3 separate regions of the Mus musculus genome follow, and regions 2 and 3 are each linked to region 1. The links are chromatin contacts, called in public promoter capture Hi-C maps. All regions are on one chromosome and are shown on one strand. Each heading gives the region's core, a stretch centred on a gene start, on an enhancer-like site or on the middle of the called end of the contact. The rest is flanking DNA. Distances are from core to core; before and after follow the strand shown.

What was found. Promoter capture Hi-C pulls out the DNA fragments that hold promoters and counts their contacts.
Region 2: a contact with region 1 is called in a promoter capture Hi-C map of stem cell-derived epiblast-like cells, with 3 times the contacts expected there. The contact joins the enhancer-like site here to the promoter of Gpr82 in region 1. A contact is called at or near these places in 7 of 39 promoter capture datasets (the 3T3-L1 cell line, the C10 cell line, HPC-7-derived erythroid cells and 4 more) and 1 of 15 datasets of contacts at CTCF or cohesin (large pre-B cells).
Region 3: a contact with region 1 is called in a promoter capture Hi-C map of erythroid cells, with 29 times the contacts expected there. The contact joins the promoter of Med14 here to the promoter of Gpr82 in region 1. A contact is called at or near these places in 7 of 39 promoter capture datasets (the 3T3-L1 cell line, 3T3-L1-derived adipocytes, erythroid cells and 4 more) and 1 of 115 datasets of contacts at active chromatin or transcription factors (memory CD8 T cells).

Annotation. Positions count from the first base shown.
Region 1 is chrX:13,658,863-13,662,811 of GRCm38.p6, forward strand. Gpr82 (G protein-coupled receptor 82) reads left to right here and starts at 2,501. Exons shown (of 4, transcript NM_175669.3): 1 at 2,501-2,581; 2 at 3,466-3,556. All of the region lies in intron 5 of Cask (calcium/calmodulin-dependent serine protein kinase (MAGUK family)), which reads right to left.
Region 2 is chrX:12,900,013-12,904,183 of GRCm38.p6, forward strand. No RefSeq gene overlaps it. Among named protein-coding and RNA genes, the nearest start is that of AA414768, 35 kb to the right of the region's middle. Within about 2 kb of position 2,434, at least 8 of the 459 cell types and tissues checked have an H3K27ac peak or open chromatin away from gene starts, as enhancers often do.
Region 3 is chrX:12,760,166-12,763,981 of GRCm38.p6, forward strand. It overlaps Med14 (mediator complex subunit 14), which reads right to left and starts at 1,808. Exons shown (of 31, transcript NM_001048208.1): 1 at 1,302-1,808. The coding sequence starts at 1,534. Gm14634 (predicted gene 14634) reads left to right here and starts at 2,113. Exons shown (of 5, transcript NR_045852.1): 1 at 2,113-2,821.

The sequences.
Region 1 (3,949 bases), core at 1,251-3,750:
GCCCCCAGGGACCTAAAAGCACAGTGTAAGCCTGGTGTGTCTGCCTTCATTTTGCATCTATCTCTTTTAATCTGGCTCATTAGCTTTGTCTACTTCTTTCAATATGAATCACTCAAGGAGTGTCTATCAAATTATCACTTATTCCATTGTCCTTTGAGGCCAAGGACACAGAGACAGGACTAAAGGGGGCATCTTAGTGTCAGCTTTTTACCATGTTCTGTTCCGGATGCCTAAAAGGTGCCTAAAGATATCCAGTTATTATCCTAAACCAGGACTCCCTTGGATTCTATCACCTAGATGATGAAATTTAACCAGTGAGGACTAGAGTGTGAGCAATCATCTCCTGGGGACCACCCTGTTCCCTTGAACAATAAGAAAGCCTACAGACTACCTTTGCTGAACCATAACTGAGACAATGATCAGTGAGTCACACAAACTACTGGCTACACCTTGACTAAGGCTGTATAATTATGCACAACTCTTGCCTCCTTGCCTCAATTTGTCCTCTAATCTACAGCTGATATCAGTACCCTGAGAGGGATTTGGGGTCACCAGACACTGTTCCTCTTTTTGATGTGCACATGATTACCTCTCCTGTCTCTGATTTTCACGATTTGTCATTTGCTTCTTGAGTTGGCATATTAAGATGGGTGGCCAAGGCCAGCCTGTTAGGGTTGCTGGAGAAAGCGCTTTTATCCTAAAACTCTAGTTACACTTGGGTCTTCCACGACTACAGATTCTTGTAGTAGAATGTGAGGACCTGAGAGCAGTAGCACTGGAAACAAGGCTATGGCCAGATACCACATCCTAAAGAGAACAGAAGGTTCACTGAACTTGAACAAACCACAGCTTTGAGTAACAGGACTGCACTGCACATCTAAAGCTAACTGGCTTGTGTAAGCATTGAACTGATGAACAAGGCTTACTGTGGTCCCCTTTGAGGGAAATTAAGAATGGTGTTCTAATATGCACACATTTAGACACGTGTTCTTGTCTTGCACAATAGCTTCCCTCTCAATGCCCTGAGCTACTGATTGGTCAGATGGACAAATTTTAAACTGTCCAGTTGTAGCCAATTTAGATATTAGCTTGGAGAGCCAAAAAGTAAGTTCCCATTTGAAACACACAAGTTCAGATAAGTCTAAGGTATCTCATGTCCTCCTGCTTTTGGTTTTGAGGGAAACTGGTAAGTGACCCTCAAACCCACCCCTCAAAGTTGATAGAGGTAGTAACAACAGCTCACCATGGGCTGCAAAACTGAATGAGCTTTCCTTTTGGATCACTCTTACTAAAATACTCCAAAGGAATTCCAGGGGCCAGATTTAAAACCATCACCTGAGGCAGATCAGAAGGATCAGAAGAGTATGTACTGGAGAGTGCTTGGGCAGATGATCTGAGAAGTAATCAGATAAGGAGATTTACATGTGGACAAAGGAAACCGCACTCTGAAGAGGAGAAAGATGAGAACACAAAGAGCCAGAGAAAATTTGTGATCCCGAAGTCCAAAGGGGCACACTATGTCCTAGAGAACTTGCAACTTGGTTTGATATTCTTGAAATAGCTCCATGACAAGGAATATTTTTGTTAGCTTAGTATTTCCTGCCATTACTTTTTTCTACTACTGGAGAGTATTGTTTACTGTCTTAGAAAATCTTTTATAGTATTTACCTAGTCGTCTCACTTGAGTCGTTTCTTCCCCGAGCCTCATTTTCCACCACCATCTATCACACATTCTCTGTTCTTCCCTTTCAGTTCTTTTAATGAACCATTGTGATTTACCAACTCACTAAGTTTTTATTTCTCAGACACATCACATCTACATCTTCCTTGGATTTGAAGACACTCTAGTTTGTGGTTAGCATTATACTTCTGGGACCTCCATGTGCTACTAGAAATGTAGTAGAAACTCCAATAAATATTTGAGTGAACTGTACTGTTTAAGGAAAATGTATGATAGTGAAATCCAAAATGGTCTGAGAATGGAGCAATGGCCACCATTTTAAGGAATTGTCCATCTTGGGGAACTCAGGTCTAGGAAAGGGCTTGCCGGCTATGCAAACATCCTGGAGATGGGCCACAATGAACACACAGTGGGACAGTAGGGAGAAATTATGTGCCTTCCCCTTTCCTTCTCCAGAAGTTACCTTTGTGCTAAAGAAGAGCTCACCTAAATGACAAAAATGTTAATTGCCAAACAATTTGTGGATTTATTGGCACCCCCACCTCCAACTCCTGGTGACTTTCTGATAACATCTGAATGTGCAGCTCTCCTTGTTCTTTTAATCCCCTGCATCAGTTAACACAAAGCATACAAATTGCTGTGGAGGTTAACTTGTAGATAACTAATGTGTTTGTAGCTATTTTCAGAAGGTCAAGGTTGATTACAGTTCTAGCCAGAGGCGGGCAGGGGAATGGGCACAGAGCCTCCTGCCCATCGTTCGACTGTATAACCCAGGCTTTCCTACCCTTCTTATAACCCAATTCTCCAAGACAGAGCTTTGCTGATGGTTGCCCTCTCCAGCTTCTCAGGATCAATCTTTGAGTAAGCCCAACTTCTCATCATCTACGTACTAGACGAGTGGTAAGCAAATGAGGTGGACTTGGGTTTGGAAACAAGAATTGGCAGAACTGGGCTGGGGATGCAGGTTGCTCAGTGGTCAGTGCTAAATGCACATTTAGCCTTCGGTTATGGTCAGTTCAGACTACATGCTATAACTATTAATTTGTTTTGAAACACATTTGCTACCTCCAAAATCCATCATAAAATGTTCTAACTCATGTACTCATTATTACAACTCCAAATGGAGGTAGAACATGCCAATTAGAAGTAGAGAAAAGTTGTTTATTAGTAACCAAACTGGGTTCTAGTCCCTATATATACTCTGAGCACACAGAGAGCAAGCATCTCTGGGCATCAGTTTTTTTCAATCTTAAAACAGCAGAGACCACTGATGAGCATGAATTTTAATCCAGCCTAGTGATATTTGATTTGAGCAAGCCGGTATAAATAAGAAAACTTCAAGTTTTGTTTTGTTCTACTCTTAGAAAAGATGGATTGCAAAGAAGCTGTTCACAAATGATTTTGTAGTGAAGTTTAGAGACAAATTTATGTTGGTATTTTATTGAGTTACTGGAAAGAAGTTCCTTTTACTATGCTCACAGAAAAATAATTAGCTATGTGTGATTAAACCTTAGAAATGCAACTTCAGCCAATCACAACAATAAAGCTAACTACTTCATGAAATCATCATAAGTATACTACATATATATTTATTTATACAGTACATATTTATACTAAATATATGTATTACCCACTAACTTCCTCCCACTAAAGAAATAGAGAAATGAGGGTTGTGTTTGTTTTTTTTTTTTTAAGGAGGTACTGGTTATATTTACTGTAACTGTTGACTTTCTTCAACAATCTAATTTCCCTTTTTCTCCCCACTGTACTTGGTGTCATGCAAGACTCTACTCATACTGATTAAGGATACTGGAAGAGTGAAGATCAGAGAACTGTGAGTGTGAAACAGTCAATGAGCATAAGCTACTCAGACAGGTAAGGATGATTTTTGGGGGGGGGCTCAGTTTTAGCTTAAAGGTTAACTTTGTAAGTGTCTAAAAGGACTAAACTATTTGAATTGTGAAATCTGATCATTAAATAAGGTAGTCAGCTCAAGAAGTGTTTAAATAGCCACAAGTAACTGCTAGAGTTGTACAAGTTTTCTCATTTGTCAAATTAGCACAGTGTGTACACAGACATTCTGCTGAGGAGAATGTACACTTGGAGAGATATCCTTGGAAGCAATTCTGTAAGACTCACTTTTATTTGCCTTCTCAAGTTTAATTGCATTTTACAAATTTTTAAAACTAAATTTCTAGTAGCTTTTGAATCAAAGGCTGTTACTGAATGGGGCATGAATTTGGGAAGCTGAAGATGGGGAGTGAGTTG
Region 2 (4,171 bases), core at 1,184-3,683, 760 kb before region 1:
ATAGGTCTGTGTGGTGGGGACTTGGCCCCCAGTGATGCTATTTTAGGAGGTTCTTGAAACTTTAGGAGGTGTGTTCTAGCTGGAGAAAGCATGTCCCTGGGGTGGGCATTTAGTATTGTCCCTGGTCCCTATCTGTCGCCTTTTCTGCTTCTTGTCTGCCACAAGATGCATACGCTCCACTGCTACCTGCTCCCTCCCTGCTCCATGATGGTTTGCCCAATAACCCAAGCATGGCCCGTGCACCCACGATCTGAACCCTCTAAAACCCTGAGCCAAAACCAACCCTTCTGCCCTTGAATTGTTCTGTCGAACATCTTTGGCCACAGCGATGAAAACTATTAAATAAAGGATACAGAACACCAGCAACAAGATCCCCTGGCAAGTACGAGGATGCGTGGGGAGCCAGAAAAGGGCAAGCCAACCAGACAGCATCCTAGGGCACTTGTCTGGGCAGGATGCCAGGTTGTCAGGGAGTAACTGAACACCACAACAGTTACTTCAGTTTCCTATGTAGACTCCTAACAGAATTAGAGAAACGTACTTAGTTCCACTCTCACTGAAGGCCAGCCTACCTGGAGTACAAGGTCAGACTCCATCTTCAGTGGCTTGGCGCTCACTTCCTCTGTGGGTCTCAGGGATTGAATTGAGGCCATCAGGCTTGGCAGAAAGTCCCTTTACTTACTGAGCAATCTCATTGTTCCAAATTTTATTTTAAAAAGAGAAGCATTGTATGGTAGTGAGCCACACGTAGTAGGCTAGGAATAAAGTGCAAGTGAGCTAGCCAGAGGAAGACAGAGCAGAGGTCATGTGGAGCATGGCGCTGGAGTGAGTATTAGTGGGCCCTCTAATCTAGATGAAGTCTCCCTCCACAGACATAGGGAAGTATGCTCTGACTTCTGGTGGCGGTGGGGAATATGAGGGAAAGAAGTGGAACGAGCTGTGATCTGGCTATGTCAGGGTTGTCTGGTAACCAACCTGGAAAAGGCAGCTTGCTGTTCGGAGGATGGCAGGAAGAAAAGATACACGACCTGCAGACTAGGTGCAGGAAGCCAGTCCTCTATCTAAAGGCTGAGACCCAGAACATGCATTGTCTTTCATAGACCACTCTTCTGTGATGGTTAATCTCAATGGTCAACTTGATGGGAGGTGAGTCTCTAGACATGCCAGAATTTGTTTAGGTTGAAAGTGGGCAGCACCATTCCCTAGGCTTAAGTCCTGGACTGCATAAAAAGGAGAAAACCAGACAAGTACTAGCATTTATTATTCTCTTTTCCCTGACTGTAGGTACATGACCCACTGCTTTGGTCTCCTATTTCCATGCCTGCCTCACTGTGATAGACTGTACCCTCAAACAGAGAGTCAAAATAAGCCCTTCCTTCCCAAAGGTGCGTTTGTCAGGCTATTCTTATCACAGCAACAGAAAGGTAACTAATGCAATTGCCTTTTGTAGACAATGAAGGATGGAGGAGAAAGAACACTCAAGAGCCCAAACGCTAGAAAGAAGACTAGGTAGGCTTTCCTATCTCTGGCTAGAAAGACTCATTCTCCAAAAAGTGTTGAGAGCAACAGCCCTGTGCAAGGACCACAGCAGACTATCTCCAAACTTGACTGGCATGTTCTGTGACTGCCCTTTGCTCCTCCAGACCCATGTCACCCTGCTTCAACTGCTCTATGTTGGGCTCCAATTGACTCCCTCATAGAGTTCCTGTGCCCTCTACCCTCCAGGTGATCCTGGCCAACTCTAGGAGCCAGTAGGTAAAAGCATATGTATTTCCCACAAATGCCTCCTTGAGGGCTAGCCAGCTACAGCTTTGAACCAGAAGCCACAAGTCTTGTCAAGAGGCCCTCTTCACAGGCTTCTCTCTCTCTCAAGTTTCCAGTAATTGCTTCCTTCTTCTACCCCTTCTGGCCTGTGGTTTCCATACACCCTGATCTGCCTTCGTAAATAGTCTCTTTATTAAACTCATCTCATTTTACCCAATCAGAGAGTACCATCTGTTTCGTGCCAGAACCTGGAATGATACAGATGGCTTGTCTAACAAGAGCTATTGATGGCAAGCCCAAGTACCCTTTATTGTGCTAGGCAGAGGTAGGGCAGCCTGAACATAACTGGAAGAGTACTGCCTAGAATGAAGCCAGAAATGTGAGCTCCTTGACAGTGGGTCCTTCTTAAGAACAGGTTTGCTGCCTTCCTTCATTCTGGATCACCATTCTGCCTTAAAAGGGGTTCCCTTTCTCAGACCATGAGATTGCTCTGTGAGTGGTTTTCTACTCCCATAAATGCAGTCAGTGAGTGCCCGAGGAGACATTAGATGCCAACGTTCTCCAAGAAAAGAGGCAGAGGCAGACTGAAAAGAGAATGGAGGCTTGGCTCTAGAGGCTTCCACTTTTGCTCAAGGCTGACGTTCTAGGCCTGGAAGAGGCGAGGAGTCCAGCCAAAGCAGCTGTTCTCAAGTTTCCTAAGGCTGCGGCCCTTTAACACACTTCCTCATGGTGTGACCCCAACCATGACATTATTTTATTGTAACTTCCTAACTGTAATTTTGCTACTGCTCCTCCAGACCCATGTCACGCTGCTTCAACTACTCTGTGCTGGGCCTTAATTGACTCTCTCATAGAGTTCCTGTGCCCTGTGCAGGATATCTGATATGTGACTCCTATGAAAAGATCATTCAACTTCTGAAGGGGTTACAACCCACAGGGTGAGAACCTTGGAGCTAAAGAGAAATAGAAAAACAAGTGTTCCCATCACTCTGCCAGAGGGCACTTACTGCCTATCAATGGGCAGGTTTAGCTCAGTTACCCACAAGTTGTGTGGATAGGAATATGTTAGTAGAAGATATTGGGAATATCATAGAGCATATTACCATGCTTTGAAAGCCAAGGTGCATCATGATCTCTACTATATCCACCTACATAAAACCCAACAAAGACTAGAAGTTACACGAGGAGTTCAGTATTTAAGGCCCATTTATTGTTCTAGCAGAGTACCAGGGTTCAATTCCCAGAACCGACACGGTGGCTCCACTTCCAGAGGATCTGAAACCTTCTTCTGACCTTATTGGACAGGTGCATATGGACATGGTACATAAACAAGCATTTAGACAAACACTCATGCAGGGAAAGCAAACATAAAAAAGTCCTTTTTAAAAAAAAGAACATACATGAAATTATTGCTGTGACATTGAAGTGAGAAATAATTTTCAAAAACATTGTTATTTGAATGAGATGGCTCTTATGAATGAATGTGGAGGGAAATATAATACAAGTTTGTCTATAAAATATGTCTTTAGCTCCATCCTCTTTGTGGTAAGAGGTGAATGTTTTTTTTTCCAGCCCAGTCCAGTCCCAGTTTTACGAAGTAAGATTCTGAACTATTTTTTTCAAAGATTTATTTATTTATTTTATGTATATGAGTACACTGTAGCTGTGCTGTACAGATGGTTGTGAGCTATCATGTGGTTGCTGGGAATTTTGAATTCAGGACCTCTGCTTGCTTCAGTCAGCCTTGCTCACTCTAGCCTAAAGATTTATTTATTATTATATGTAAGTACACTGTACCTGTCTTCAGATGCACCAGAAGAGGGAGTCAGATACCATTACAGATGGTTTTGAGCCACTATGTGGTTGCTGGGATTTGAACTCAGGACCTTTGGAAGAGCAGTCAGTGCTCTTAACTGCTGAGCCATCTCTCCAGCCCAAGATTCTGAACTATTAAGTGAATCATTCAATGTGGATCCAGAAGAGAGAGACAAAGACAAAGACATAGACATAGACATAGAGAAACTTCAATTATCTCAACATTCTCAAAAAAGTAAGAAATGGGCCCAGTGAGATGGGATAATTGTAATACTTCCCTCTTGTGGACCCCTCAGCCCGGCTCCTAGCCCATCACCCTTCCTATGTGTCAGCTCCCAGTAACTAGGAATACATTATACCTGAAACCATTGCCACACCTGGCAGGATTCTAGAAGAATTCTCAACCAGGCAACATATAGCCACCACACCCTCCTAAGGACCAGAGAGGACAATGGAAACCAAGAGAAAAAACACTTACCCAGTAAAGACAAGACCAGGTATTAACACCCAGAATTACAATTATCCCAAACCCAGATGCCTATATGCCAGCATAAAAACTCTATTGATAACAGCCAGGATAATATGTCTCCAC
Region 3 (3,816 bases), core at 558-3,057, 900 kb before region 1:
CAAATTCTTTACAGAAAACCAATCACATGATCCATGATCAGTCTTTTTACCACAGCTACGCACAGGACATATATTAAACTGTCTTGAATTCTTATGAACACATGCAATATACGTACATTACTACAAGAACTAAGCTTGACAGATCACTCAGTCAGAAGCCATACGGGGTGAGGGACGTACACACACCTGTAATCCTAGCTCTTACTAGATGAGGAAATCGTGTGTTAAAAAAAAAAAATCTCAGCCAGGTGTAGTGGCTCATACTTGTAATCCCAACACTAAAGCGGCTGAGCCAGAACTGAAGGTTAGCGACCAGCCCGATTACACAGGAAGACCCCGTCTCAATAGTAAGGAGAATAGTAATACCGCCACCACTTTTGATAAGGTTAAGCTTTGTCTCATTCAATAAAATATTGTACATCAAAACTGAAAGGGAATGTTTTACAAGAGTAAGTGAAGCCCGCCCTAATTCTTTTAGTCATGTACAATGTAATTCTCCAGTAACAAAGTATTGCAAGATACATCCTAGCGTCTACATACTAACGTATTTCCCTGGAAACCTGAGGGAGCCTAACAATAGGTAAAAAGAAAACTTTTATGGACCTCAGGTAGAAGATGCTAAAGAGTTTCAAATTTTCCTAGTACCTTTTATTCACATAGTGAACCATCCGTGTAGTCGGCTTGTACTCTGAAGGTATTAACACCCTAATCACGCCCCAAGGCATTTCATAGGTAACTAGACTGAAACCCGGAGGCTCATTAGAAAAAAAGTATTCTACTTTCACTACATCCATAAAGACTTAACACGCTTTCAAATGTTGCAGAAAGAATCAGAATTTATAATGTAATTGTTTTACACAGAATCGACCTCCGGCATTTTAAGAGAAACAATTGCAACCTTCATTTAAAACATTGTCAAAAAAGATGTAAAACATTTCCCTTCGTTGAAAATCCCGTTCAGTTCGAATTCTACGTAGTCCTCAATGCTTACTCTTCGACTTAGGTTTTTAGAAAATATTCCACATAGAAATTAATACACTTCTGTTGGGAACTCAAGACAAAAATCCCAAAGACAATCTTCAGCGCAAGTGTTAACATGCGAAACTAACCAGTCTCCGTGCTTTCATCGTCAACCAGATCCCCAATAGTTACCTCCTCCCTGTCCCCAGAACCTAAACCCCATGAATTTCCAAATTCTACGCTCAGCAGCCTAGCTCAGTAAATGGCAAGCATAAGCCTCTCTTGAAGGCGGGAAGGGCAAGTGAGGAGCCGGGAAGCAGGCATGGGTTCGCAGCACTTACAAGTCCGTCAACACCATAAGCTCCGAGTAGGCCCGGTGGAGCAGAAATTCGATGAGCGTGCTAAGCCGGTATCCAGGGCTAGCTGCCGCCGCAGCTGCCGCCGCCACAGCGGCTGCGGGCGGCGGGGGAGCCGGGGCAGACGCGGAGCCGCTGCTGCTGCCTCCGCCGCCGCTGCTGCCACCGCCGCCGCCAGGAGGGATCAGCTGGTGGTTGTCCAGCTGCACTGGGGCCATGGCGGCGTACAGCCCGGCTCGGGGCAACCGCCTGAGATGCGGCCCTGGAGCCTCCTCCCGGGCTCGGTGACCGCACCGAGGCGGGCGCGGGCAGAGTGGCCGCCGCCTAGCGCCAGGCCGCCTCTGAACAGGAAGCCGAGCCCAAGCTGCGGAGGCCCGCCCCCATGTAGGGCCGGGCCGGCCGGCCGCAGGGAGGCGAGCGTGGGGCGGGAGGGCAGAGAGGCGGGCCGGCCGCCACTCAAGTGGGGAAGCTTCCGCGACTGCTCAGCGGCCGCCCGGCCGGCGGGTTATAGCGTCCATGTTGCTGGGCCGAGAGCGGAAGTCGCCAGGCAGAACGGAAGGGGAACCCGCGGGAGGCCCTTTCCAAAGGCAACCTGCGACCGTTCCCCGCGCTGTGCTGTTCTGGGGGACAGGAGGAGGGGGTGCGTGGGAGAGGGGCGGAGCCAGGAGGTGCGTGGGCGGGAAAGCGGAAAGGGGGGTGGGCGCAAGGCGCCGGAAGCCGCGCCGCCAGTCCAGCGGCCGCGTCACAGTAACGTCAGTGGTCCCTAAGCGCTCTTTTTCCCCGCCTAGGCGACCGCAGCGGGACGGTGAACGGAGAAGGGTTGGCGGAGAAACCACCCGTCTCTCCTCTCGGGGCCCCAAAAAGGCGGCCTGCGGCGACCGCGCGCTGTGACTGTCCAACGCACGCTCCGCCCATAGGCGACCCTGGCGCGACGCGTGGGAGAAAACGTTACAGTCTCTTTTTTTCCTTTTTCCTTTTTTTTTTTTGTCAATTGTGGGACAAGAGCAACGACACAATAACGTCATTTGAATGCAGTCTCCTGTGTGCCGCGCCTTTGCTGTCACCCAAAGCCCAACATTGAAACACATGTAGTCCTTAAATCCTTTGCTGGTGTTCTTGGCTTTTGTCCCTGCCCTTGCAGTAGCCGCCCTATCCTGCCTGGGTTTTCATCTTTCCAACTACAGCCTCTTTCTCCCAAAATCCACATGTTTTGTCTGTTTTCTAATCTTGGCTTCTGTTTGAAACGAACTGCAAGCCTTTAAACATGTCTGTGGGTTCCCTCCACCTCCATAGATTCGGAAGCAATTGGTCTTTCGTGATGTCTGGGCTTCGAAAGTTTTTTTGTGTGCGTTTATTTTTGTTTTTTGTTTAGTAACCTAGCTATTCTCACGCACAAGTCACGGAAAAATTAACTGTTAAAAGCGTCTATTTTTGTGACCCTACCTAAACATCGTTTTGCAGCTTCATCTCTCGCAGGTGTAACAGATGCTCATGCTGATCGTAAGGTTAGACAATTCTCTTTGTTCTCCACTTGTACAATTGCAGTGCTCTTGATTCTTGGTCTCACTGTGTTGTCGGGGCTGGCATTTTTTAGCTCTTGAGCTCAAAGTAATTGGGATCACAAGCTCCTCCACTACCTCATCCATTTTTCAGATTGATAAATCATGTATTTATGGGGTACAGTGTTAAATTGCATATGTTTATGGGGTACAGTGCATGAATACACTCCCGAATGAACAAATCGGACTCATTGACTTTGATCACCTCTCATACTTTATTCTTTGTGGTGACAGCTAGAATATACCACCACCTCCTGCCACAACATTGCCTTTTGCAGGACTAAGGATTGAATCCAACCAAATCCTTGCCTATAGTAGGCAAACATTCTGCCTTTATATCCCCAGCTATTTTTTATTGAGTTGGGTTCTCCTTAAATGACATAGGCTCACCTGGGACTTGCTATGTAAATTAGAATGATAACTTGTGATCCCCTCCCTCAGTCTCCTAAGTATTTGGGATTATTGGTGTGCACCTCATGTCCAACTAAAATTCACTCTTATCTGTAGGAGATGTTATTCTATATCTGGGATATTAACTAACATCGCTATGTAACATATTGCTGCCTAACTGAAACATTGTATCTTTTGAGCAACATTTCCCTTTTCTCTGCCCTCAGCATCTGATAAAAATTATTTACTGTTGCTTTAGTGAATTGGACTTGTTAAGATTCCACTTGAAGTGAGAAGAGATACTGGCTTTGTGTGCCTGTCTTATTTGACAATATGTAATGTCCTCTTGATCCATACATGTTGTTGCAGGTGACATTTCATTGTGTATGATATATAATAGACATGTCTACAGTCTCACAGTATAACTCAGACTGACTGTAAGCTAAATCCCCCCTGCCTCACTCCTGAATGCTAGGACACTGTACATGATGAGACACACACATTTTTTTTGTGGGTGTGTTGAAGATAAACCACAGGACCTCGATAGAGCT